Regions from separate parts of the Mus musculus genome. Here regions 2, 3, 4, 5, 6 and 7 are each linked to region 1. A link is a contact called in public Hi-C, HiCAR-type, HiChIP or PLAC-seq and promoter capture Hi-C data. All regions are on one chromosome and are shown on one strand. The core of a region is the stretch at or near the end of the contact, and the rest is flanking DNA. Distances in the headings are between cores, read along the strand shown.

What was found. Promoter capture Hi-C pulls out the DNA fragments that hold promoters and counts their contacts. A called contact is a pair of places that touch in the nucleus more often than the background predicts. HiCAR-type assays count read pairs that join an accessible place to other places. HiChIP or PLAC-seq counts read pairs in DNA pulled down with a chosen protein or histone mark.
Region 2: a promoter capture Hi-C map of embryonic stem cells shows a contact between it and region 1, with 5 times the contacts expected there. The contact joins the promoter of Hsdl1 here to the promoter of Gan in region 1. A contact is called at or near these places in 3 of 39 promoter capture datasets (cranial neural crest, embryonic stem cells and maxillary cranial neural crest).
Region 3: a Hi-C map of B cells shows a contact between it and region 1, with 5 read pairs. The contact joins the promoter of Cotl1 here to the promoter of Gan in region 1. A contact is called at or near these places in 3 of 39 promoter capture datasets (liver, pre-B cells and stem cell-derived epiblast-like cells) and 1 of 484 Hi-C or Micro-C datasets (B cells).
Region 4: a contact with region 1 is called in a HiCAR-type map of astrocytes, with 5 times the contacts expected there. The contact joins the promoter of Mbtps1 here to the promoter of Gan in region 1. A contact is called at or near these places in 1 of 39 promoter capture datasets (embryonic stem cells), 1 of 484 Hi-C or Micro-C datasets (B cells), 2 of 115 datasets of contacts at active chromatin or transcription factors (astrocytes and embryonic forebrain) and 2 of 9 other capture datasets (adipose tissue and liver).
Region 5: an H3K4me3 HiChIP or PLAC-seq map of embryonic limb bud shows a contact between it and region 1, with 8 times the contacts expected there. The contact joins the promoter of Necab2 here to the promoter of Gan in region 1. A contact is called at or near these places in 1 of 39 promoter capture datasets (hippocampal neurons) and 1 of 115 datasets of contacts at active chromatin or transcription factors (embryonic limb bud).
Region 6: a promoter capture Hi-C map of pre-B cells shows a contact between it and region 1, with 2.1 times the contacts expected there. The contact joins the promoter of Usp10 here to the promoter of Gan in region 1. A contact is called at or near these places in 2 of 39 promoter capture datasets (pre-B cells and stem cell-derived epiblast-like cells).
Region 7: a promoter capture Hi-C map of stem cell-derived epiblast-like cells shows a contact between it and region 1, with 3 times the contacts expected there. The contact joins the promoter of Crispld2 here to the promoter of Gan in region 1. A contact is called at or near these places in 1 of 39 promoter capture datasets (stem cell-derived epiblast-like cells) and 1 of 115 datasets of contacts at active chromatin or transcription factors (embryonic forebrain).

The regions. Positions count from the first base shown.
Region 1 is chr8:117,156,684-117,160,354 of GRCm38.p6, forward strand. Gan (giant axonal neuropathy) reads left to right here and starts at 1,298. Exons shown (of 11, transcript NM_001081151.2): 1 at 1,298-1,618. The coding sequence starts at 1,452.
Region 2 is chr8:119,573,654-119,577,122 of GRCm38.p6, forward strand. Hsdl1 (hydroxysteroid dehydrogenase like 1) reads right to left here and starts at 1,522. Exons shown (of 5, transcript NM_175185.5): 1 at 1,439-1,522. Dnaaf1 (dynein, axonemal assembly factor 1) reads left to right here and starts at 1,582. Exons shown (of 12, transcript NM_026648.4): 1 at 1,582-1,814. The coding sequence starts at 1,709.
Region 3 is chr8:119,838,545-119,842,362 of GRCm38.p6, forward strand. Cotl1 (coactosin-like 1 (Dictyostelium)) reads right to left here and starts at 2,035. Exons shown (of 4, transcript NM_028071.3): 1 at 1,780-2,035; 2 at 1,598-1,680. The coding sequence starts at 1,856.
Region 4 is chr8:119,557,137-119,560,626 of GRCm38.p6, forward strand. Mbtps1 (membrane-bound transcription factor peptidase, site 1) reads right to left here and starts at 1,625. Exons shown (of 23, transcript NM_001167910.1): 1 at 1,510-1,625.
Region 5 is chr8:119,444,469-119,448,213 of GRCm38.p6, forward strand. Necab2 (N-terminal EF-hand calcium binding protein 2) reads left to right here and starts at 2,251. Exons shown (of 13, transcript NM_054095.2): 1 at 2,251-2,796. The coding sequence starts at 2,587. Osgin1 (oxidative stress induced growth inhibitor 1) reads left to right here. Exons shown (of 6, transcript NM_027950.2): 6 at 489-1,788. The coding sequence ends at 1,437.
Region 6 is chr8:119,908,675-119,912,318 of GRCm38.p6, forward strand. Usp10 (ubiquitin specific peptidase 10) reads left to right here and starts at 1,686. Exons shown (of 14, transcript NM_009462.2): 1 at 1,686-2,265. The coding sequence starts at 2,245.
Region 7 is chr8:119,990,349-119,994,223 of GRCm38.p6, forward strand. Crispld2 (cysteine-rich secretory protein LCCL domain containing 2) reads left to right here and starts at 2,090. Exons shown (of 15, transcript NM_001310635.1): 1 at 2,090-2,252.

The DNA.
Region 1 (3,671 bases), core at 48-2,547:
ACAGGGTTTCTCTATGTAGCCCCTGGCTGTTCTGGAACTCTCTCGGTGGGCCAGGAACTCACAGAGACCTGCCTGCCTCTGCCTCCCCGGTGCTGGGATTAAAGGCTTGCGTCACCACCTCCTGGTTTAGAGTCTAGATACTTTTATCACTGCAGGTATAGATACTGTGTTTGAAATGGAAACTGGAAATGTATCGATCTTCTACTAGTAACTTCCTTGACTTTACTCCCCTAGTCTCCTATCTTGAGTATAGTTTATACTCTGATTCCTATCAGTGACGCCAAAGCCTTGCTGCTTCCAGGGTGAAAACCAAGACTTTCCTTGGGGCCTTTGGACTACGGGAGGCTGTGCTGACGCACTGAAAACCACATCCTGCCTTACTTTGAATGCTGCCCCAATGTTCTGATCCTTGGTCCTCATAAGACTTAATTCTCTGTAGCCTCGAGCACCTAATGTTTGCACAAAATGGTAGCTACTTCCTCCACTCCCAAGCACCTTCAGCAACTTCCAGGGACACAGACGAGGCTCGCCCTGCAGAGTGAGCACACCCAGGGGTGCTTAGTACCACAGCCTTGATCTGTCTCTGTGGGAAGTCTAGCCCCCACCATCCGAACATCTGGCCTTCATACCCCCTAGTCTTTCAGACTTTATCTTTCCTAAAAGGTAGGGATGGCAATCATGCAATTAACTGGACCCCCTCTCCTTCCCAATTGTACTCTTGTGCGGGGGCGGAAGGGAGGGCATATACCACAGAGTCCTTTTATCCAGCCCACTATCTAATCTTGGCATCGATCTGCTTTAAAGACCCCGATCTTAGAAACCTTCGGAACACCTTACCCCTACCGCGGTATTTAAAACCCTTCCATTGCTCCCGGTCCCCAATTGCAAGAGGAAAACACCTTCCTTGCCACAGCCTTGCAAAACTGCTTGTTTCTCTCGCTTCACTCGCGACGTCTTCAGCGAAGGCTTCTGGCGGACTCCGCGTTCTGCCCGGAACTAATGGACGTGAACGTAGCGAGGCGTAACTCCCGCGAAAGGAATAATAAGTCCTCGGCTTCACTCTGCGTCTCACTCCCTTCCACACTGAGAGCACTCGGTTCGCCGAGACTGGGAATTGGATACCGCGGAACCGCTAAACCCTTCCGCCCGCACCAAGCACAGCCCGTGGGCGCGCCCGGCGCTCGCAGCCCAGCCCTTCTGATTGGCTGCTGCGAGGTAGGGCGGGGCGCGGGGGCGTCGCGGAAAGATGACGCAACGGCACAGCTCCTTAAAGGCGCCGTCCGCACGCGCTGCCGATGGCGCAGGCGCGTTGTTGAACTTCCAGCTCTGACTCCAGAGCTTCACTCAGTCCGGGCGGGCGGGCGAGCGGACGCGAGGAGTGGCCGGCGGGGACGTGCGCGGGACTCGGGCGGGCGGGTCGGGCAGGTGGCGGCGGAGGAGCGGGAGGCGCGATGGCCGAGGGCAGCGCTGTGTCCGACCCTCAGCACGCCGCGCGCCTGCTGCGGGCGCTCAGCTCGTTCCGGGAGGAGGCGCGTTTCTGCGACGCGCATCTGGTCCTCGACGGCGAGGAGATCCCGGTGCAGAAGAACATCCTGGCGGCGGCCAGCCCGTACATCAGGTGAGCGGGCGCCGCCGCCCATCGCCTCCGCATCCCTCCCTCTCTCTCTGGCCTGGCCGCCTGCGGCTCCAGTGGCTCTGCCGCCGCGCCCCTCGGGCGCCCATGGGCCTCTCCACCGAGATCGCCCCGATCCCGGAGTCCCTGGAGGTCCGCAAAAGCCCCAAACACGGTGTACAGGCCGTCCTGGACCCGCACCCGCGAGCAGGGCGGGGCTGCTCCGGGAAGAGCCGCCCCTTCGCCCCGACAGGCCCCGCCCGGCCCGCGGAGCCCCGCAGAAGTTTTACCTCCGAGTCACCGCACAGTGGGCCGGCCAGGTTTTGCGCGGGGAAGCCAAAACAAACACCCGCGGCTTAGGCAGAAGGAGAACCCTGTAAGAGGTCGGTGGGAAGCCCCCACCCCCAAAGCCCAACTGTCACTTTGCCACTCCCTTGTTACAAACAGGCAAAACTGTTGCGAATTTGAGAAGACCCGGGGTCGTTCTTTGGCTACAGTTACCACCGAGGACCCAGCGATTGTAACCACCAAGAGGGCACTGTAAAACTTAAGCGACGCAAACCTTAGCCCAGTTTACTAGGTTAATGAAAAGGTTGAGACCAAGCTTATAGCATCGGATCAGAATTTGTGAGATGGGCTCCTGTCTTTTCTTTAGCAACTTTCCTTCAGGCAAACTGGTTTGCTCTTTTAATATGGGGGGTGGGGGGGGGCACTAAAAGGTAGAGAAAGTGCCCAGTAAGCTGGTTAAATATAGACGAATGATAGCAATGTCACTAGAATTGACAGATCAGAAAATGGAAAATTATGTGTATGCCGTTTCTTAGGGCTCTGTCCCAGCAGAACTCGGACACATATGCTGTTCTTGAATCTTTGCTTTTGGAGACCTTCGAACTCCAGAAGCAATCCAAGTGCCCTTGAAACTTCTGGCTTTTAGCCTAGCCTGGCCTTACAACATTGGGCTCTTTGTGGACTTAGGGGTCAGGTGTCTGTGAACAAGAAATTTAGATCACCAATATGACAGCTCAGGGCTGGCAGTTCAGAGGTTAAGGCAGTCAATCAAACTGAATTTCCAGGCCAGACCTTTCCCGTAACAGAGTAATCCTAGTTTGGGAAATGCTTAGGAAAACTACAATGGATGCAGTATTGTTACAGATCCTTAAATGGCACCCAGCTCTAAAGTCGCATATCCTGAAACACTGTCTCCATCTTTCTCTGTGATACTTACCACTGCAGTAAACCCTGTATTTTGCTCATCTCCGTGAGCCACAATGTAAAGTCAGTAGGCCAAGGATTTTTCTTTTGTTTCTTGCTGGGACCTTCCTAGAGGGACTGGTGCCTGGTGCCAGAATACATGTGTTGAATGAGTGATTACCTCGCTTCCCAGTGGACATCAGAGGTTTGGCTCTGTTGTATTGCCATGTGAACTGGTTGAGAGGAGCACCGCCCTGGGCAGTCTGGAGATCTGCTTCTGTCTCAGCTCTTACCTGCCTGCTGTGGGTTGTTGGGGATGATTTAGTCTTGACTCCCGCTCATTAAAATGACAAATGAGGGGCACAGTGTGGTTTTGTGCCATTTAATCTCCGAGGCACCTACAAAGAAATGTGTAATTAGCTTCAGACCCTCAACAGCTCTCCATGCAAGTCTGTCCAGCAGTTAGGATAGATTTCCTCTGGGCCATGGCTTGTCAGTTTCCAAGTAGAAAAATGGTGTCTCAGAGGATGTTACCAACTTAGATGTCGAGGCTCCTGGTGCTTCGTGGTTGAGCTAGGAGTCCACTCCCAAGTTTACTATGCATAATGTCCTGATTCCACTGTTCCAGATGACAACATCGGTTGTATTTGGATGTACTTGGGATAAAACCAACACTTGATGGCTCTATATTTTATCATTTAAATCAGTAGTCTCGTTTTATGGGTTGCAACCCCTTGGGGGTCAGATGACCCTTTTCCAGGGGTTACCTAAGACCATAAGAAGATACTGAAATTTACATAGAGATTCATAATGGTAGCACAATTAGAGTTGTGAAATAGCAACAAAAACTATTTTATGGTTTGGGGAG
Region 2 (3,469 bases), core at 272-2,771, 2.4 Mb after region 1:
AAGGAAATCCAGAGACACAGAAAACACAAGGGGCAAGATGAGCCCAAACTGCAGCCCATGAGGTGGAATCCCTTTTTGTGGTTGTGGAAATTATCTGGAAATAGGGCGGTGAAACCTACCTAACTACAAAGTTCTGAATTGTACATTTCAAAATGGCTAAAATGATGGATCTCGTTACATGAATTTTGCCTCAATTAAAAAAATATGCACTGGGGACTGGTTAGATGGCTCAGCAGATTGTTTTTGCTGTGCAAGCTTAAGGACCTGAGCTGAGGTCCCCAGCAGTATCTAAGAGTGGGTATGTAAGCAGAACCAATTTGTAATTTCAGTATTGGGAAGAAAGGAGCAGACGAGAGGACCCTGGGGGCCAGTCAGTCAGTCAAACATAAAGAAAACTCTTGAGTTCTGTGAGAGACGTTTTCTCGAAAAATAAGGTTGCAAGTGACAGACACTGACCCGTAGCCTCCACACCCACACATAAATAAACAACACTCCCCCCGCCCCAACACACACACACACCCTCCACTGATAAAGTAACGTTGGACATGGCGCGTCTGTAATATTTTAGCAATGACTAGGGTCACTCTGAAAAAGCCATCCCACCCTTGGGAATGAAGTTACAACACCACCACCTGTAAAAAGCGGCTAACGCTTCTCCCCTACAACGAGAATTCGATGAGGTGACGCATAAAAAGCATTTGCAACAGTGCCTTCCCGCCACCCCTCAATAAACCGGAGCCACTAGGCAGGATCATCGCTCAGGGTTCGATGCTAGCGACCCCTATTCGTACTGACCCGAGTTTATGAAGAAGCTAAGAGCGCTGTCCCCGCGGCTTCACTTTATCCCCTTCCTCAATCGCACCCGGGTGTACTACACAAGAGGAAGGAAACGGACGCAACGACATCCCAGGATCTCAGCGAAGGCTCGGCCCAGAGCCCTGGCAGGTGGTCGTTGAGACTCCCCGTGGGAACCCGAACCCGCTGCGGTCACCGCCCAGGGGTGCGGCTGAGTCCTGGTAGCAGAACAGGGACTCCCTGCTAGTGTCCCATCCCTCCCCAGTGGCGCCGGGCACGGCCCAGCGACTCTGCAAAACCCACCGGGCTCTGCAGAAGCTGCGCGCTTTCTTCAGCAGCGCGGCCATTCTGCATCAGTCCTGAGACTTAGAACCTACTTAGACCTAGCGACCAGGAATAAAGGAGGATAAAGAGACACCGACAAAAGGGCCGTCCCGGGGCGTGTCGCCTGTGCGAGCCTCCTGCCGAGGACCAGGCCCGGGACACCTGCTCAGGGAGCTGAGCGGCTGCCTAGAGCGCGGAACCAGAGTTCCCCGCTACGGGGCGCGGCGGGGGGGAGGGCGTTCCCGAGGGTCGGGGTCCAGGGGGCGTGGCCAGGGACGGAAGCGGGGCGCGAGGGGCGTGAGGGGCGCGGGCGCAATACCTGCAGCGAGAGGCGCGGTCTCCGAAGCCCGTCCCGCCCGCTGCCCGCGCGGCCGCCGCCCCGGGACACCACCGCAGGTCCGCTACCCACGTGATCCGCGCACGCGCCCGGGTGCAGTTTCCCCCGTGGCCCCCCCTCGGCTAGGCCCGCCCTCGGCGGCGTAACTGACTGCGCGTGCGCACTGGTTGCCGCGGCGACCGGGAAAGCGTTGGACAGCCAACGACGCGGACCGTAGAGTATTAGGGCTGAGTGGTCGGGCCAGGAGTGAGCATGCACCCCGAAGTCTCTGAGCCGCCGGTGGACAGCGTGGCGGAGCCCAGTCTGGAGGAGTCGGCAGGCGATCACGGCGACGCGGGGCCAGGGATCCGTAAAGAAGGTGCCTTAGCGCTGGGAAGCCAAAGGGGCGAGGGCTCGTGTCCCTCACACATGCCCATTTCACTCAGCTGGGGACAACCAGCACCCCTCACACATACCCATCCATACAGCTACAAGAACAGCACCTTTATTGATATGATCAATCCAGTACATATAGAAGACCCATTATTTATTCCATGATAATTTATTAGATACCTTCCTGTGGCTGGGAATTGTTTGCAATGAGTGTAAGACACAGTTCCCAAACAGTGTTCAGCGTCATTCAACAAACCACAAGTACAGAGAGTTCATCAGCTCTTGACGTTACATTTATCTAAGGCTTCTAGAGGCGCCTTGCAGGGTAAAAGTGCTTGCAACACAATCCTCCAGACCTGAGTTTGAATCTCAGAAGTACATACATGCAGAGGTTAAGATCAACCATGTGATTGCTGGGACTTGAACTCTCGGAACCTTCTGTAGAGCAGTCAGTACTCTTACCCGCTGAGCCATCTCTCCAGGCCCTGGAAAATGTCTTTCATATTTAATAGTGTGCACAGGGTTCTAACATCCAAGGAGAGACCAGCCCAGAACAAAGCTTGCTTCTTTTACACAGGTTTGAGCGATCAAACTGATCACACCCTGTTCTTGTGTGTGCTTTTATCAGTGAGTTGTTTTTATGTTGCCGCCCCTAAGTTACACTTTGAGCAATTAAACACGTTTACAGGAGTGGGAACTGTAGGTGCTCACACCTGGCAAAAGGGGTAGGGGGGAGATTTACACAGCAAACTGCATCACAGTTATCTCTGAACCAAAGTGGGGAGAGACAGAGCTCTTGCCCTGTCCCAGAGCTGCCCTTCTGCTGTCCCTGGTAAGAGAAATGGGCTTGCGGGCTGGAAAGTTGGCTCAGCGGTTAAGAACACTGACTGCTCTTCCAAACGTCCTGAGTTCAATTCCCTGCAACCACGTGGTGGTTCACAACTATAATAGGATCCATGGCCTCTTCTGGTGGGTCTGAAGACAGATACAATGTACTCATATAAATAAAATAAATCTTTTTAGAAAGAGAGAGGGGGGGGGCTTGATGAACTTCTGTTCTGTTGAGCAGATTTTAACAGAAACATCTAAACTAGAATTAGATTTAAGTACAACTCTACTTATCTTGCTGTTTTCTGAGGGTCTGGTTTCTGACGTGTGTGGGTGCCCAAGGAGGCCAGAATAGGGCATCAGATCGACTGGCAGTGGCATTACAGGCACTTGTGAGCTGCCTTGTAGGTGCTGAGAACTAAATTCTCTGTTTTCTGGGAGAGTAACAAGCACTGTTAGTGACTAAGCCATCCATCTCCCCATCACCCTGTATAGCAATTTGACAGTAGCTTTCTTAGTGACTTTGTAAATGTCAGCTTTAGGCTATTCCTCTATAAAAACTGCACAGGAGAACATAAAACTGTGGACAGAGACGTTCACTCTATGTTGTTTGTAACAGCAGGAATCTGTTGGCAATACGACTGACTATCTTTAAGGGGTTGTTTGCAGAGCAGAAAGAGTTCTTCTTCTGCCTTGTAAACAATGCACCGGCAGCTTCATCCATCAGCAGGAATCGCTCTCGGGGACATGCATGGGGACAAAGACACATCCCACAAAAAGCACAGGTTCCCACTTACAAAAATCAAAAGCATG
Region 3 (3,818 bases), core at 785-3,284, 2.7 Mb after region 1:
GCCAGGCTTAGCTACACAGCCAAGTTTGAGGCCAGAAAGCAATTAAAGAAAACAGGAAGCAGAAGCAGGAAGATCGCAGGTTCAAGGAGTGTGAACTTGTCTCAAATTAAAATGGCTTTCTTTTTAAGAAGGCTGAGATGTACCTCAGTGGTAGAGCATGTGGCCAGCCTATTCAATGCTCTGTGTTCCGTACCCAGTATTGGGGGCGGAGGGGGGGGGGAGAAGAAAGAAAAGAGGAAAGAAAAAAAAAAGAAGAAAGAAAGCAGTTAAGTCACATGACCCTGGCTTTTAAATTTTTTTTTGGTCTGCTTGTCACCAATGACTGACCAGCACTGTCCTGAACACTTACACACACTTGGGATCAGTCAATCTCACAGCAGCACTACAAGAGATCAGGTGAGGAACTGTGACCCCCACCCCTACCCCCAGGGACCTGGCCCCACCCCACTCAGCTGGAAAGCAGCCCAAGAGGGATTCTAACCCACAGCCATTCCCAGGAGTCCACACCCTAGCTCCTAGGTGGCCTGCTTTTGTTTGACATTAGGTTCCAAAGCTAAGGAGACACTAGGCCCCGGGGTCTCTTACTTCCAATCTCTTTAAAGGCTCTTTTTCCGGAAGGCACGGGGGATGCCCAGCCTAGGCTGGCCTCCAATTCTCCATCCCCCTGCCTCTGTTTCCAGAATATGCTGAGCTGCTCTGCACACCAGCTCCTTTAGAGATCTCTTTACCAATGGTGTTGAGCTGTTCTACGGGAGCTGTGGCCATTCAGGCCCTGTGTTCTTTCATGGTCCACATGTCCCAGGGAAGCTTAACACACACAAACCTTAGGGTTCCCTGGGATGCTTTTAGTAAGGTCACACATCTGCTTGATTCCTCCACACCAAACCATGGAGCAATCTCAGCTCTCCATGCCCCACCCCAGCCAGTGGCCATTCGCTCCAAAGGAAACTGGCCGCTGGGACCTCGCAAGTCAGCTTCTCTTTATCCAGGCCTGGTATAGCAACATCGGATACACATTCTTGGTGCGTGTTTCTGTACTCTTCAAATTAAAGGCTTGTACAGAAGCAGATAGGGACAAAGATGGAAGGGAGAAAGGAGGGTGGGGCCCTGGGTTCTGCCTTTAGCTTGCAGCCCCCAGGGGCTTCGGCGTTTATTGTTCACTGACCAATCAGAGAGGGTGGAGTTTGAACTGCCCCTTCTGACCTGGAAACCCAGTGGACCACAGGGTGCGGGAGCGGAAGAAGCCGACTGACACTACCGGGGGAGGAATCTCCTCGGGTCACTTGATGGTGATGTCCACAGGGGTTGGGGGCAGGGTGGGGGAGGGATACACTCGGGACTTTGGAAAGCTCAGATCAGAGCTTTGCATGGCTGTGCACACCCACCCTACCAGTACTAGACGCTTGGGGCAAGAGGATGGCCAGTTGGAGGTCACCCTGGATATATAGTGAGCCCCTATCTCCAAAAACACAAAGACAAAACCAAAACAAACAAACAAACAAAGCCCCAGCCCAGATCTGCTGCTGCTTGGACGCCCAGCAGCTCGCTGCCCAGGGTGCCCACCCTCTTTCAAAAGGTCTCATGAGGGTCGCCCTACCTGTGCACTGCTGGATGAAGTGCTGGTAATCTGCTCCCTGATCGCCGGGGACAATGGTGGCGCCGTCGTATCTGAAAGTCACCCTTTGGGTTGGAGGAAGAAAAGAAACATAGGTGAGCGGCGGCGGCGAGCGGCACGAAGCAGGTCACTACTGGCTTCCCCGGCCCCGCGGCGTTGCTCACCAGATGACCGCCGAGCCGTCGTCCCGCACTAAGTTGTACGCCGCGCGACACGCCTCCTTGTCGATCTTCGTGGCCATGGCCGCCGCGAGGACACTGCCGGAACCAGTGAACGCGTCCCTGATCCGCTACGAGAGTCGAGCGGGCTCCGAGAGTGGGCAGGGGAGGTGGCCGCTCGCAACAGCAAGCTAAGGTCCTCGGAGAGAGGCCCGCGGTTACTGCAGAGCCAGAGCGCGCGCGGGGACTCCACTCCCGTGAAAGCCACGCCCCTTCGCTCCCATTGGTCAGGCGAGGCGGGGGCGGGGCGTCTCGCACATCCGGCGGCCAATCCCAGTCTGTGCGGATTGCGCAACTCCGCGGAGGGCTGGAGGGGGGCCCTTCCTCCTCGTCTTCCCTTCCTCCGCCTTCTTCCCTCCCCACTCCGTGGGCCCCAGCCCCTCGCTTCTTCCACCACCTTCTGTGTTCTCCGATCTCGCTCTCCTTCCTCCTTCCCTCTCTCCTTCCCTCCATTCCTCTCCTTCCCTTACGCCGTTGTTCTCCTCTTCTTTCAGCCTCTACCTTGTTCGCCTTCTCATCTCTCCTATTTATCCCACCCCAAGCCCCTTTTCCCTCCTCCCTAAGGCCTCCTTCCTCCTTCTCCTCTGCATCTTCCCTCGAATCTTCTTATTCTCTCTTCCTCCCTCGTTCCCTCTACCAGTGAGCTGGGCTGCAGAGCTCTCCACCCCTCCCCCTCCTTCAGAAGAATAACTTAAGTCAGCACTCAGATGAGCCAGGCTGGCCAAGGCTGGCGCCCCTAACCCAGTGTTTGTTTGCTCTTTGGATTTGGAAAGGGAAGAAGTGGAAAGAAGGAAGCATTTCATTTGGAAAGAGAATCACTGTTGACTTTGTAGCCTGGCTATCTGCAGTCACGTGGGGTGCTGGGGCGGGATGGGGCGGCATCCTTAACCCCCTTACTGGGTCATTCATTCACTACTCCTCTACCATCTGTCCTACCGGCAGGTGAAAGGCTGGCCCTGGAGGCCCAGCTCTAGAACTGCTTGTAATTCTCAGCCCCGAGCCATAGGGCAAGCTCTGAAACCTTATCAAGAGGACTGCTCTCTCCCCGTGGTAAGACGAGCCTCAGGGAGCCTCAGCAGGTGCCTTCAGCCTTAACTGAAATGATGTACAGAAACCAGGGCGGGCATCAAAAGAGGTCACTGTTGGTTTGCTATTGACTAAAACGGATCATAGACAGAAACTGAAAAGATCTGGAACATGTATAAGGGATAGGAAAACCCTTAGGCCTGAAGGTGTGGCCCAAAGAGCCAGCATCTGTGAGGTCCCAGGTTCTCTCTCTCAGTACCTCACCTTAAAAAAAAAAAAGAAAAAGTCTTGACACAGTACCTCACCAGGCAGCTCAGAACTCAAGAGGTTAAAAAAGAAGGGTTATACATTGACAACCAGGCTGGGCTGCATACTGGTTTCCAGGCCTGCCTGGGCTACAAAATAAGACCCTGTCTCAGATTAGGAGAGATGGTTTATCCTCTGCTAGAGGACTTTAGATTCTTTCTCAGTACCCATGTCTGTAATTACAGCTCCAGGGGAATCTGATGTCCTCCTCTAACCTCTGTAGGCATCTGCACACGCACACACACACACACACACACACACACACACACATGCATACACACACACTACAATCTTTAATACACACATATAACCACACTCTTTTATACATGCACACATACACACACATGTGTACACATACACATGCATACACACACACCCCACATACATATATTCGAATAAATAAGAAGCATAGTGATAGACACCCATTATCCTAGTACTTGGGAGCTGTCTGCAAGAGAATCAAGAAATTCAGGGTCATCCTGAGATGCATAGATAACTGAAGCCAGCCTGTGCTACATGAAATTATCTCAATACAAACTACACACACACACACACACACAATTGGGGCAAAGCTGCCAAGAAAAAAATACTACTTTCCTCAAAATGAAAAAAAAAAAAAAAACAAACAAAAACAAAACCCCATGAAAACTTTT
Region 4 (3,490 bases), core at 375-2,874, 2.4 Mb after region 1:
CGAGGACTTGAATTAAGTCCCCAAAACTCACACAGAAAGCTGAGGTAGACTGCCCCTGGGACACAGTGGCCCCTTAGTCTCACTCAATCAGAGGCTCCAGAATCACTGAGTCCCTGTCTCAAAAAAAAAAAAAAAAAAAATCAGGTGGAGTGTGATCAAGGAAGCGCGCGCACACACACACACACACACACACACACACACACACAGACTTCCCTTTTGGTCCTCCTAGTCCAAAGATTGCCGACCATCGGAGAGAGAACTGAGTCAGAGAATAAAGCATATGACAGCACCAAGAATGAACAAGATCTGACCAGAAAACATGCTCCTTCATTCCCGAGGGGCGAGGGGGAGGCCTGCCAACACCGCATCACTTTTTAGATAGTAACAGCAAATTGTTGGTTATAAGGGGTGTTTAGAGACTGCAGGAGAGTCCTAATGAGCAAAAGTGCAGGTTCCAGTAGCCACTTCACCCTTACACTCAAAACAAAAACAAAAACCAAAAAGTCCACAAAAAATTAGCTCTGTGGCCAAATGTGTCACATACTGCAAGATAAGACCTTGGCAAAAGGTATTCCACATGAATAGGGGTAACTGTGGGCTATTAAACAACGGACTATCATTCAGCCGTAAAAGATGAAATACTGACTTACGCTACAACCATAAAAAAAGGTACTGGTTTATGCAACAACATAGATGAATTCTGGAAACAAGACACCAAAGGCCACATGCGACTCTTGACCCACTATTCCCAAAAAGCAAACCTAAGGAGACAGGTCCATCGGTGACTAAAATAGCAGACTAAAAATCGGTTCTAACCACAGCAGGGTACCGGGAGTCTGGGGAGTGGTTCTCAAAGCGGGCTGTGGTGCCGACTGAACTGCTCCGCAAGATGACACAAAGTCACAGGGCGGGACCACTTAATACAAGTGACCCTGTGATACATAGGACACTTTATAGAAATCACGGTCTTGCGTTTAAAAAATAACGGTAAGTGGTGTGGCGCTGTACGTCTTTAATCCCAGCGCCAGGCAGAGACGTGAGGATCAGGAGTTCAAAGCCAGCTTGAGCTACTCAGACCTTGTCTTAAATATTAACTTTTTCCCCCCCCGACTAGTTTTGCAGATTTTTATGCTTTTCTCTGTCCGGCTTTTTCATTCGCCTCCAAACCTAGGGGTTGCTAGCGAGGCTGATCCCAGAATGAAATCTTCAAGTGCTCCTCCCGTCCCTTCAAAGCGCCACTCAAAAACACCTACAGCAAATGCGAGTCCGAGCCGCGATGTGCACTGAGCTGCAGCTCGGTTCCCCGGGGCTCGCGACCGCAGGGCCCTGCGGAGGCGAACGGCGCTTGCGCACCGCGGCGCGCAGGCGCAGGCCAGGCCGCCGCAGCCGCCGCCGCCGCTCCGGGCCAATTTCTGGGGAAGCAGCTGCGGTAGCCGGCGGCCCCCGCGCGGGCAGCGGACGGCTGAGCCTAGGGCGCGTCCGGCTCTCGGCCGCCGCCGGCAAACGTACCTGCGTCCGCCTCAGGCTCGGGGTCGGCGGACCCGGGAGAACGGCGGCTCCGCCGCGAACACGCCTCGGGTCTCCATTCGGGGGATGTTTACTCGCAAGTCTCGCGAGACCACGCCGCTGGGGCGTGGGGGGGTTACGACGGCCCGGCGTGCTCTGCGCGCCCGCGACCTGCGTGCGCGCTCCTGACGGCCCGGCACCGAGGCGAGAGGCTGTGCGGAGCTCTCGCGACATTTGCGGTCTTGGGGGAGGGGTCGGGAAGGGGCGGAGCCGAGGGCGAGGCCAAATCGCCCTCTCTGGGTATATATAGGGAACCCTGGTGGTTTAGGTTTCTCCAGGTTTCCTGGCCTGGAAACTCAGGAAGGGTGCGAGCACCTTTGCGCGGCTGAAGTGGGACGGCGCCTATCCAATCTATGTGTTCTCCTGAACTACTCCCATGGCCCCAGTTTATTACTGCTGCCAGGAGGGTGCATCAGCATCTTGAGAAACAGGACGTTTGTAACACCAACTATTTACCATTTGGAACAAACAGGATCAAGGTGAATTTCGTCTGGTAAAACGCACTTGAGCAATTTAGCCACCTGTAGAACGGGCCCATTCTCAGCCTTAGTACTGAGCTGGATCGATCACTCTTGGCCCTGGCACAACCTAAGTGTGCTCGGGGACTGTGACTGAAGCAAACAGGATGGAGGAGACAAACCCTGAGTCCTAGGCTCATAAGCTCACCTTGGCTGCCAAACCTGGTATGGAAACTGGGTTTTGCATTGGGACCTCCAGCCGAGCAAACTCAAGAAAAGGGGATCCGGACCCAGGATTTAGGTCAGGGTATGGAGGGGACCTTGTGCAGCACTCTTGTGTTTTCCCTCAGGTGTTCAGTCAGAAGAGTGCATGTAAGAGGGGACAGTACTCTTGTATAGGAGCCAAGTTTCCATCCCAGAACCTGCTCACTGTAACTTCAGCTTCGGAGGGATCAGGTTTTTGGCCTCTGAGGGCACCTGCACGCCTATACATAATCCTACACAGACATACAAACGAGATTTTAAAAGGGCGGTTCTGAGACAGTAGCCCCACACATTGAAAAGGATAGACCGCATTTATTCCCAGGTTCCAGAATCCTATGGATAACCCATCATTCCGGAAACTCGCTGTGGCAACCCCATTGCCTGCCCACTCTCTGCCCTGAGACTTGAATCTTGCTCTTGGCCTGATGTCTCCCTGCTGATTCGCCACACTCTCCCCAAGGTCTTCTGTCCTTCAGATGCCTGAAGCCCAGTAATTAGAAGACCCTTGCTGGCTCAGGAGAAGCTGGGAGCAATAAGTTGATGTCATAAAGGACCCATTAAGCCTGCATACAGTAGACTTTAGCTAAAGGAGTGCTCAGAGCTGAGTAGTGGACTAACCAGACTGTAGGAAAGAGATGGCTTTACCACAAATGTAATTAAAGTTTTGGTTTTCTGGGTTTCTGTTAAGATCACCACTGATTAGGGACAGGACAAATGGAGACACCCCCGGCCATTAGGAACACTCCCGTATCAAAGACCATGCCTCTGTTAGAAAGTTCAAAGCGGGTACTGGGTCACAACACCATTGAATCCCGGTCCTCATTAAGTCCAGGTTCTCGTATCAGGAAGAGCAATATTCTGCCAAGCGCACATGCTGACCCTGGCTAACAGCTGCCTAGGGGCTGTCTCAGAATAACTAGAGCAATTACTTTCCGTTGTAAATCTCCCACTTCAAACAACCAAACTTAGGAATTTTATCACCGTGGTTCTGTAGCGATGTGTGTTATATAGGGAGGACCTCAGTGTACAGAGGACCCGTGCAGTCACATACAAATGCTATTTCGTTTGATCCAGGGGACTTAAGCATCTGTAGATTTTGTTGATCATGGGGCTCCCAGAACTGCTCCCCTCAGACATCAAGGGATAACTCTGTAGTAACCATGTGACCACGGGGCTGCCAGAGGGAGGCTTGCTGTCACTGT
Region 5 (3,745 bases), core at 1,001-3,500, 2.3 Mb after region 1:
GCTTCATAGATGTGAGCTATTACAACATTTCCTTAGATCTGCTGAGTTTTTTGTTATTGTTGTTTTGTTTGTTTTTAGTTTTTGACGCAGGGTCTTAGCATTCGAGGCTGGCCTTAAACTGGTGGTCCTCCTGCCTCAGTCTCCCGAGTGCAGGTAGTCACCAGCTTTCAGACTGTTATTGCCCATTGAGGGTAATGATGTGGCCAGCCCAGACATGTCACCCCATGGTCAAGTTCCAGTCTAGGTGCTTGGCTTGTACCCAACACTGTACGATCTCCCAAGACCCTCATGGGATGTTGCCAATACACTCACACATAGGGAAACTGAGGCACAGGGGGTTTCAGGCTTTGGATGGTACCCTTGTTAGTTCTGCTTTACATGGGAGACACCCAAGCCTCCCCTCAGCAGGGCATGCCGTCACACTGGCCAGTGCCTACTACCATGCCTGTCTCTGATACCCAGCCCCTCCACGTCTGCTTCCTCTTTAGAGGTCTCCGCAACAGCAGAGCCACAGCCGGTGACATCGCCCACTACTACCGGGACTACGTGATCAAGAAAGGCCTAAGTCACAACTTTGTGTCTGGTGCCGTGGTCACTGCCGTGGAGTGGGCTAAGTCCGAGCATGGCAGTCCCGAGGTCCAGGCATCCAGTCCCCTCTTCCAAGTGAATGGCTACTTGACTACCAAGGACCACGGCCACCAGCCCTTCTCACTGCGGGCCCGTAATGTGGTCCTGGCCACAGGCACCTTTGACAGCCCAGCCATGCTAGGCATCCCAGGAGAGACCCTGCCCTTTGTCCACCACGACCTGTCAGCCCTGGAGGCAGCCCTTCGGGCAGGCACTGTGAACCCAACCTCAGACCCGGTGCTGATTGTGGGAGCAGGGCTATCTGCAGCCGATGCTGTCCTCTTTGCCCGTCACTACAACATCCAGGTGATCCATGCTTTCCGCCGGTCCGTGCATGACCCCGGCCTGGTATTCAACCAGCTGCCCAAGATGCTATACCCTGAGTACCACAAAGTGCAGCAGATGATGCGCGATCAGTCCATCTTGTCTCCTAGCCCCTATGAGGGCTACCGCAGCCTCCCTGAGCACCAGCCACTGCTCTTCAAAGAGGACCACCAAGCAGTGTTCCAGGACCCACAGGGGGGCCAGCAGCTCTTTGGGGTCTCCATGGTGCTGGTCCTCATTGGCTCCCACCCCGACCTCTCCTACCTCCCCAGGGCAGGTGCTGACTTGGTCATAGACCCAGATCAGCCACTGAGTCCCAAGAGGAACCCCATTGACGTGGACCCCTTCACCCATGAGAGCACTCACCAGGAGGGCCTGTATGCCCTGGGGCCGTTGGCTGGGGACAACTTTGTGAGATTTGTCCAGGGCGGGGCCCTGGCTGCTGCCAGCTCCCTGCTGAAGAAGGAGACCAGGAAGCCACCTTAACATTAGCCTGGCACCCTGACACCCAGGCCCTGAAGAGGAAGAGGGCTTATCACAGCCCAGCGGGACGTGAGCCCATCTAAAGATTTCCCATTTGGGAACCAGTCTCCCCAGCAGAAGGGGAAGACTTGAGCCATGTGGATGGACTATCTGCCCCAGAGGCATGGGGAACACAGGCTGCCCTACCCTCAGGCGAGATGAGGCCCCAGGTGGGAGCAGTAGCCATAGACCAGGGGGCCCCCTTGAAACTGTCAGTGTGTGCTGGAGTCACAGGGCCAGCTGAGTGTCCAACTTGGAGGGCCCCAGGCCCAACTTTTCACCATCAGATCTGTAATAAAACCAGCTGTGCCTCCACTGTGCCTGAGGAGTCTGTGCTTGGGAAGTGGCTAGGCAAATAGACCGCGCACTGGGCCCCTGGGTAAAGCCCGCAGCTCCAGGAGAACAAGCGATAGGGCCCCAGAGTGGAGCATCCATAGGCACAGGGCTAGACTCTATGGAGTCTGGGTCAGGAATGAGGCTTCCAGAAGCCTGATGCAGCCCTGTCCACTCTGTCCCCTGGTCTGCCCATTTGAGTCTCACCTCCCGCCTCAGGGCCTTTGAGCAGGCTGGTGTCCAGTCCCGGGACCCCTATTCAGGTGTCTTGAGTCTGAGTCACTTGCACAAGTCTGCGTCTTGCTCTACCTTCTGGGCAACTAGCGCCCGCGGGTGGAGGAGGGGAGGAAGGGACTCGGGGAGAATCATCCGGCAGAGGGCGCTCGGGGCTCACCGGACACCAGTACCAAGGGGGGAGGGGACCGGGGGTCAGCGAGACCCTGGCGGGGACGGGGGCACAATCCCGGGGCCCCCACCCTCCTCCACACCCGCCCTAAGTTCTGCGTGAACGAAGCCATCCCCCTCGGGGGCCGTGCCAGGGTCCGGTCGCTGGGCCCCGCGTCCCCGCGGGCAGTCCCCTGCCTCCGCTCTTGGCCGGCGGGGTGGGGGTGGCGGGCGCGGAGCACGTGGCTCGGGGTCCGGGTAGCCCCCCCACCCCCGGCACTGGCGGTCCCCGCGGTGTCCGGGCCGCGGGGCCGGCGGCGGGAGCGGCGTGCGCGGGCGGGCGGGCGCGGGCAGGGGGCGCGCGGGGGCGCGGCCGGGCGGGGGTCGGCGGGCGAGATGTGCGAGCGGGCGGCGCGCCTGTGCAGGGCCGGCGCGCACAGGCTGCTCCGGGAGCCGCCGCCGCAGGGCCGCGCGCTGGGCGGGCTGCTGCGCTGGGTGGGCGCCAGGATGGGGGAACCCCGTGCACCGCTCGTCCCCGACATCCCCTCCGCGGACCCCGGCCCCGGGCCCGCCGCATCGCGAGGGGGCACAGCCGTCATCCTGGACGTGAGTACGCGCGGGACCCTCCGCCCAGCGCGGCTGGGTGCCAGTCCACACCCGGGACCTAAGGACCCTCTCCACCATTCGCTCCCTGCCTGTTCCCGCATCCCCGCATCCTATTGCTGAGACCCTCCTTGGCGCGGGGACCCCGAGCGCAAGCCCCAACTCTCACTGCCGCTGAGACGCCTGTCCCCCAACCCAGACCTCAAGATCCTCTCCATTCCTCCCTCCACTTTATCTCATCTCCACATCCCATAGCTGGGACCTCTTCTTCCCGCAGGGACACCCCCGTCCAAGACCCCAACTCCACCCGGACCGTATTACCCTCACTTCCATCCTCTTCTTCCGCTTCCTTGCATCCCCATATCTCATAGCCTGGGACCCTCCTCCGCGTGGGGATCTCCAGAGCGAGCCCTCCCACCACCCCATCGCGGCTGAGGCTTGGGTCCGCACCCACCGAGGACCCTCTCCTCAGTCGCCCCCCTCCACGTTCCCGCTTCCACTAATTACATAGCACGGACCCACGCTACTCCCCTTCCATCGTGGCTGGGGCACCGGTCCCCACTGGAACCGCACGACCCTCTACATCTCCTCCTTCACATTCCCGCATCCCCGCATCCGATAGCCCAGTCCCCGAGAACTGCTGTAAGTCTGGCCGCTATTCCCCTCTTCAGGTCCTAACCAAACCATCACTTGAGTCCCTACGATAGGGACAAGAACTGGGCACTGCTAGCCCCCTCCTCTCTATCCTGGATTCTTCCCTGCACTTCCCCACACACAGCCCGGAACCACCACTGTTCTCTTCTCTGCGGATGTAGATGAGCCCCCGTGCTGTGCCGCTTTGCGAGTGAAGCCCCTTCCCCAGCTCCTCTCTTTCCATAGAATCAGAATCATTGCCTGGACCTAGGCGTCCTCACCCCCCCCCCCAGCTCCACCCTGAGCAACTGTCCTCCTT
Region 6 (3,644 bases), core at 436-2,935, 2.8 Mb after region 1:
CCTGACTTGGTTTTATTTACCAAAGGAAATTATCATTTTCTGAAACAAAAAGTCTTGAGTCTTGATATCTGAGCCATTCTGGTCTGGATTTTTTTTTTCTTGAGACAGGGTTTCTCTGTGTAGCCCTGGCTGTCCTGGACCTCACTTTGTAGACCAGGCTGGCCTCGAACTCAGAAATCTGCCTGCCTCTGCCTCCCGAGTGCTGGGATTAAAGGCGTGCATAACCACGCCTGTCTCTGGTCTGGATTTTATCAGAGACCTGCCTGCCTCTGTTTCAGCCATCTGAGATTAAAGGTGTGTGCAATCAAGAGGGCCAAAAGAAAATTCTCAGGAGAAAGAAACCATTGAACCAACTCGTAGAGTTTTGCTTTGCTTTGCTTTGTTTGCTTTGTGGAGCCAGAGTTCGGAGTATGAAGCGTAGCCCTGTACTAGGGAAGTAGGGGCGGGAGATACAGGAGTTTCAGTTCATCCTTGGCTGCTAGAAAGTTTGAAGCCAATGTGCATGGGGCGCACGCCTTTAATCCCAGCCCTTGGGAGGCAGAGGCAGGCAGATTTCTGAGTTCGAGACCAGCCTAGTCTGCCAAGTGAGTTTCAGGACAGCTGGGGCTTTACAGGGAAACCCTGTCTTGAAAAACGAAAGAAAGAAAGAAAGAAAGAAAGAAAGAAAGAAAGAAAGAAAGAAAGAAAGAAAGAAAGGAAGGAAGGAAGGAAGGAAGGAAGGAAGGAAGGAAGGAAGGAAGGAAGGAAGAGAAAGAGAGAAAGTAAGTTTGAAGCCAGTGCGCATGGTGGTGCCCACCTTTAATCCCAGCATTTGGGAGGCAGAGGCAGGTGCATTTCTTAGTTTTAGGCCAGCCTGGTCTACAAAGTGAGTTCCAGGACAGCCAGGGCTACACAGAGAAACCCTGTCTTGAAAAACCAAAAAAAAAAAAAAAAAAAAAAGAAAAGAAAGTTTGAAGCCAATTTTTGCTACATGTGTAGCACAGCAAAGAAAAACAAAACCAAGACACCTGAGGGCAACTCTCTGGAGCAGCTGTGCCCACACTTGAACATTATCCTTTTCCTTCTTGTCTCTAGATCCTAAACTCAGTCCTACCCGTGTACCCTCTCTCACCTCTACTTAATAAACTTGCCAACTTTGCCCCACAGGGGCTTGTCATAAAATTCTTTCCTGGCCCGGCAGTGGTGTACACCTTTAATCCCTAATCCCTGCACGCTGGAAGCAGAGATAGGCAGATCTCAGAACTCAAGGCCGGCCTGGTCTACAGCTGGGAGTAGGAGGTTTAGTAAGGTTTTTTGTTTGTTTTTATTATTATTATTGCCTATATGGCTGAGTCAAGAACTTTCCCGTGTGTATACACTTGCGTGTGTGCAATAACTAACACCTACTGAGTCTCTACCCTTTGCAGAATGTGCTAAGTCATCAACATGACTATCCACCCCCCACCCCGAGACAGAGCTACCTTACGTAGCTGTGTGTGACCTGGAACTTGCTATGTAGACTGGTCTGCAATTCATAGATGATCGTCCTACCTCTGCAGTCTATATACTGAGCTCACAGGAGTACAATTCCTGGATTAACGAGTTCTTTCTAAAATTGTTTATTTTGCGTGTGCCCCTTTGTATGTCAGAAGACAGTCTGTAGTTGGTTTTCCCCTGGCGTCATGTGGATCCAGAGAATGGAACTCATTTGGTCCTCAAGGGTACAGGAGGCAGGGCTCCGTTACCCGCTGAGTCATCTCACTAGCTCCTTCAACGTTTACTTTTATGTTTTACAAAGAAAAAAAAAATCTTTTTTTCCCCAATGCCAGGTAAAACAAGCTAGTGAAGAGAATGAAGAGTGAAGGAATGAATGAATGAACGAACGGTCAGAAGAGCGCGCTCCATAGGGTAAGGGATCCTTGGAGATCTCCAGCGGAGATCCCAGGGCGGAGCTCAGGCGGACCCAGCGCAGTAACCACTCCGGAACTCCACCTTGCAGCCCCAGGGTGCCTGGCCAGCTCCATCCTCACGCCCTCGCCTGGAGCAGCCGCCCTCGGCGCGCTGGGGACAGAAGGGTCGCCGGCCCGGGGCGCACGCCCACCTGTCGCGCGCAGGCGCAGAACGCCGCCTGGCTCTCCCGCGGCGCAGTCAGTGCGCAGGCGCGGCGGCCGCTGCGAGTGTGTCTGTGCGGCGAGAAGATGGCGGCGACGGGAGACGCGGCGTGAGAAGCCGGAGCAGCACCGAACCTCATTGAGACGGGCCGCCATGGCCCTCCACAACCCACAGGTAGCGCGGGCCGTGTCTGGGCTGGGAGGTCTGGGCCACGGGACGGCCTCGGGGCGACGATCGCGAGGTGCGCGGCGGGCGAGCGGTGGGGGAGGCGCCGGCACGCTGCCGGCCTAGGCCCGCGCCGCGCCCCTCAGTGCCGCGCTTCCCCGGCTTCGGAGGCCGCCCGAATCTCCCCGAGAGCGCCCGAGCCGCCCCGAGAGTGTCCGAGCCGCCCCGAGAACGCCCGAGGCCGCAGGGAAGGCCTCCGCGTGCCCGGCCCGCAGCCGCCGAGTCCCGGGCGACGCTCTGGCCCAGCGCCGCCGGGGACCTGGCCCCTGGCCTCGGGAATTCTATTGCAAAGAAAACCGGGAAGCGCCGGGGCGGCATACTCCGGTTTGCCCGAGACTGACACCTTTTGCACGGTGTCCGAGCCCGGGCTGGGTCGGGGCCCGGCAGGCCGGATTGCCTGCTGTGTTTTCTGTGCCCGGAGCTGCTCCTGCAGCCCCTCTCCTAAGATGCACTTAGGACGAGTGAGAAGTCAGCACGTGGTGCCGCTTCTCCGGGCTGCGACTCTCGGGAAACTAAGAAGTAAAATTGCCTTTTTGAGGATGGTAGGTGGATGTATGTACAAGGCAGGTGAGGTCGGTCTGGTGAGGCCACCTTTGAAGAACGATCGTCTTTTTATTTGATCTTTCTCTTGGTCCACGATCGCCTCTAACTTAAGTTTTTTTTTTTCCCTATCTCAGCCTGGTGCGTTGCAGGCAAGAGCCACCATGTGCTTTTGAAAGGTTTTAGTAACTGTTGCAATATGGGATTTAAACCTCGAAACTGTTTTTAATAAAAGGTTAGATCCTAGGAGAAACTTCCGTTCTCTTAAGTATGTGGTGTTTCATAGATCAAATCTGAACTTTGCCTGTTTGACCTTTCCCCTCATCTGTAAATGCTTTTGTATTTGGTGTGCTTTTTTTTTTTTCAATAGGCAGACGATTCGTATTTGTTGAATAATATTTTGACAAGTGGTTTTTTTTTTTTTTTAAGTTTTAGACAGGTCTTCATTATGCAGCTGTGGTTGGCTTGCGATTAAGGCAACTGCCTACCTCTGTCACCAGAGGCCCTGGCGATTCGGAATATTCACCACCACCACATCTGGTTCTATTTAGGCATTTTTATTTTATTTTATTTTATGTGAATGAATGCTTTGCTTGCATATATGTATGTTCCTGGTGCCCATTGAAGCGAGAAGAGGGTGTTGGATCTCCTGGAACTGGAATTAGAATGGTTCTTAGCCTCTGAGTCCTGGTAGAAATGGAACCCCAGTTTTCTGCAAGAGCAACTATCTTAAACCTTGGAGCCATCAGCCCTTCATAGCCTTGCTCAATTCAAAAACACCTGTAGTC
Region 7 (3,875 bases), core at 840-3,339, 2.8 Mb after region 1:
AATATAGGATAATTTGTTACACAGCAGTACTAGCCATGACATTCTACTTTAGAAATTTGTTTAGCCTCCCCGATATATCAACAAGAAATGAAATAGCTCTGAAGTATCCAATGTGTTCATCTTGTATAAATACAAACTCTCTAATCAGCTTACCACATGACTTAGAGGCCAAGCTGATAGGCTGTCCTGGTCCATTTGGGCTGATGGGTCAAGACGGCACTGGGTGACAGGATATACACAGGGGAGCTTGGGCAGTGAGACTGTCAAAGGTAGTGTCTCAGCTCACAGATGGGGATCTCACAACATCCCAACTTGCTCTCCCCACCCCCACCGTATCTTCCCTAGGTAATTAGATCTCAATGTAGCAATCTTGGCAAGATACATTAAAATATAGTAGGGGCTCCGGCACAGGCTGCCTGGGTTGGGATCCCAGTCTCACCAATGGACAACCAGGAGATCCTGGACAAGTGCCTTCACCTGCTTGTACCCAATGTCCCCATCTGTAACCAGAGGCCCCTTTCCATTGGGCCGTGAGAGGCTGACCAGAAGATGCCCTTGAAGTTCCCCCGCATAGCTCCTGATACTCTTCTGGTGAAGGAGAAATGGGGTAGGTTAGACGAGAAGGCCACACAGGGGAGGGAAAGGGGAAACTGAGGAAGAGTAGGAAGAAGAGCTGGAGGTTCTGGGATGGCCAGACTGAGGGAGACTTGGCATGTTGGTTTGACCTGATGATGATAGGCATGTAGAATGCTTCGGTGGGGAGGGGTGTCTAAGAGTCCCACGGAGCCATCAAGGAGCTTTGCAAGGTTGTCATGAAAAGCGTCAGCAGGGCGGTGTGGTGGGGCCACTCAGAGCCTGGGACTTCTATTACTGACAAGCCACTCCTGCCCAAATGCTGGGTCCCAGAAAAGCCCTGTTCCTCATCACTTCCCGTTCCTGGGTGGGTAACAGGACCCAGTTTATCCTGTTTTGCATTCAAGGCTTAATGGTCACGGACACTGGCAACAGAGTGGGCACGTGCACTTTGGAGACCTGTGACTCAGAGATGCGTGCAGGAATCTCTGTGTTGGTCAGTCCCTTCACTGAGGAGAATAGGGATGCTGGCGTCTGAGGGTGGTCAGGCCAGATCGTCAGCACCAGAGAATGGCACATGGAGCACAGGGCCCACCCTCACTGGCCTTGTCCTGGGTCACCCCCAGGGCTGCTAATCAGCCCTGTTAATCAGCACTGACTCCTCTGGTACTTGGAAGACAGCTTAGGGTGTAGCAAGTGAGTGCAGGTCGCTTGATGATGGATGCTTCCAAAACTGAGCATTAAGGACGGGATTTAAAATGAAAAATATTAACATATCTGAATCTTTATCTGCGCAGTGCTGCGTCAAGGACTTGGGTAAAGATCTCTGGTTGTAATCCAGGTTCCCCAACATGTCACGAGGAACCCCAGCGGGCTCGGCTGTACCTGCTCCTGGTAGTATTTGTGGAGGTGTTAGTGGGAGGTGCCTCTTTGGATGGGTGGTCTTCTCCAGTCCCACTTTAAGTGACTGAGAGTGTTCTGGGGGATCTCTTAGCTCTTCCCGCTCATTCCCTCACTTGCCCTTAAGGGTTTGGGTGTCAACCTTTACCTAAAGTAATTTCCCGGATTCTAACCTCGGGTTATTTGCTCCAGGTAGACGCCAAATGCCCTGGGGCACGTGGTACTAAGCTTACTGGAACCTCACCCTGGGGTTCTTGAGGAGGCGGGATAATCTCTCCACAGAAGTGGGACATAGCCTCCTCCCTAAATTGCTGGGAACCCCCGAGATCCTCCTAGTTTGGGAATAGGTCGTGGCGGATAAATGCGCACACCCCGGCTCAGCACGTGCTTCCCGGTGGTCTTTTGTCCTGTCCTTCACTTGAGTAGTAGAACCGGGTGGGGTCCACAGGCCACGGACTGTCTGGGGGTGCCCAGCCTGCCGCACGCAGAAAGAGCTCAATGAAAACTACTTTTATGGTCACGGCTAGGGGCCGCGCGCTCCTTGCGCATCGTGGTCCTCAGTGCCTCCACCCTCCCGAAAACAGGAGGCGGGGCCGGCGCCTCGCAGCCCAATCAGCGCTGCCTGTGGACTTGGGGGGCGTGGCTCAGGATGCTCTAAGAAGCTACTAGGGGCCGCGCTCAAGTCCTGGACCCACTCAGAGCGCCCAGCATCCGCAAGGTTCCAGATCTGCAACTTGCTTGCCCAGCGCTCCCCAGGTTGAGGCCAGAGTTCCGCACAGGTGAGAGGGACTCGGTCCCGCTGTTCTTTTGTCTGTAGGAGAACAGGTCTTGTCGCGTAGCCTACGCTGTTCTCGAACTCTTAGCCACCTCACTGCTTCGGCTGCAATGTCTCCTCTTTCTGTCCTTTTTCGACTCTCTTGCCCTGACTAAGGCAGACGCGGTGCTTCAGGGCTGTTCAGGGCTGTGTGCCGCCGTTCTGCAGAGCCCTTACCTGCAAGATCCTTTTCAGATGAAGAAATTGAGGCTCAACTACGAAGCTTTTTGCCCGGGACTGACTCGCGGTTAGGAAGCCGTTGGAGCTGGGATCCCTAGCCTGGCTGCACGAAGCTGCTTCGCGCTTCACTGAGGCGCGCTCTTTTGCCCACCCAAGGCAATTTGCCACCATTTGGGGCGGTAGTGTGTTGTCAGTGGGCGTCGATAACTGGCTCGATGATGGCTTGGTTGCGTTAGAGGGGTCTTTCACTCTGTGAGGGTAAGGTTCAGGTGATCACAGGGGCAGGTAAGTGCCTTTGGTTCCAAATGACAGAGCCACACCCCTTTTCCATTGGCAACAGGCTTGTGGTGAGGGGGTCTCCTAACCCTATTTCAGATAAAATATGGAGGGTCAGAGAGGTAAAGTGAGCTGGACTACAGCAGAGACAGGTCTGGAAGCCACCTCCGACTGCCTCCAAGGCTTCCCAGGGACGTGTCCAGGTGTAGCACAGTCTGGACTCTGGCCCATAGGAATCCTTCTGTCTCAGTTTCCTGAGTTGTCGGGATTATAGCAACTCTTCTAGAGACTGTTTTAGGGAACACATGACAGGGTCTTTTCCTAAAGTGGGCATCTTGAATTAAGTCCTCCTGTCAGGAGTATTGGCCCCAGATGAGGAAAGCCAAGATCAGCTCCTTTGGGGTATAGACTTGGTGCCAGATGCCTGTTGCTGCAGTGCAATTTGAACTGGCCCTCTTTCCAGGGAAAGGTGAGTTGCTACGGTGACTAAGCCCGTGTGAGAGGCTGTCTGGATGCCTGGCTTTCCTGGAGCCAAGAGCGGGGCTGGAAATGTCCACTGTTAGACCTGGGCTCCTTGCCCTGAGGAAGTAGGGTAGTCCTGCCTTCTCCAGATGATCTTACACTCCGCACATCAGGTCTGGAGTCTGACAGCCCTGCAGAACAAGGCTGGACCACGCTGCTTGCCACAAAGGAACTGAGGGATGTACAGCATCACTTGGCATCCTCTATCTGCCACCGTCCTCACCTCACCTCCAGGAGGAATAGCAGGTGTGGCGCTACAGTGCCTGACTTGGGAGCGGTGGCTGGGGACCTGGGTCAGTGGCTCAGAGTCTTGAATCTGGGCTGGAAGTGGAGAGTGACTTGTGATTATACCCCCATAGGTGGGCCTGGCTCTGGACTCTAACACCCACGGCTTGTAGGTCCTGCCTTTTAAAAGACAGCTATATATCCACTACTGCCTCTGTCTTCAACCTGACCTTCACAGAGGGGGCTTTATCTAAGGGGTCCTGGACAAACATCTGGACGAGGCTCCTAGAGAGAAGTGAAGACGGAGGTGTTGATTCTTACATAGTGACAGTTATAGTAAGGCTGGCACCTGACACTTCTCTGGAACATCTGTGGCCAGCTATGG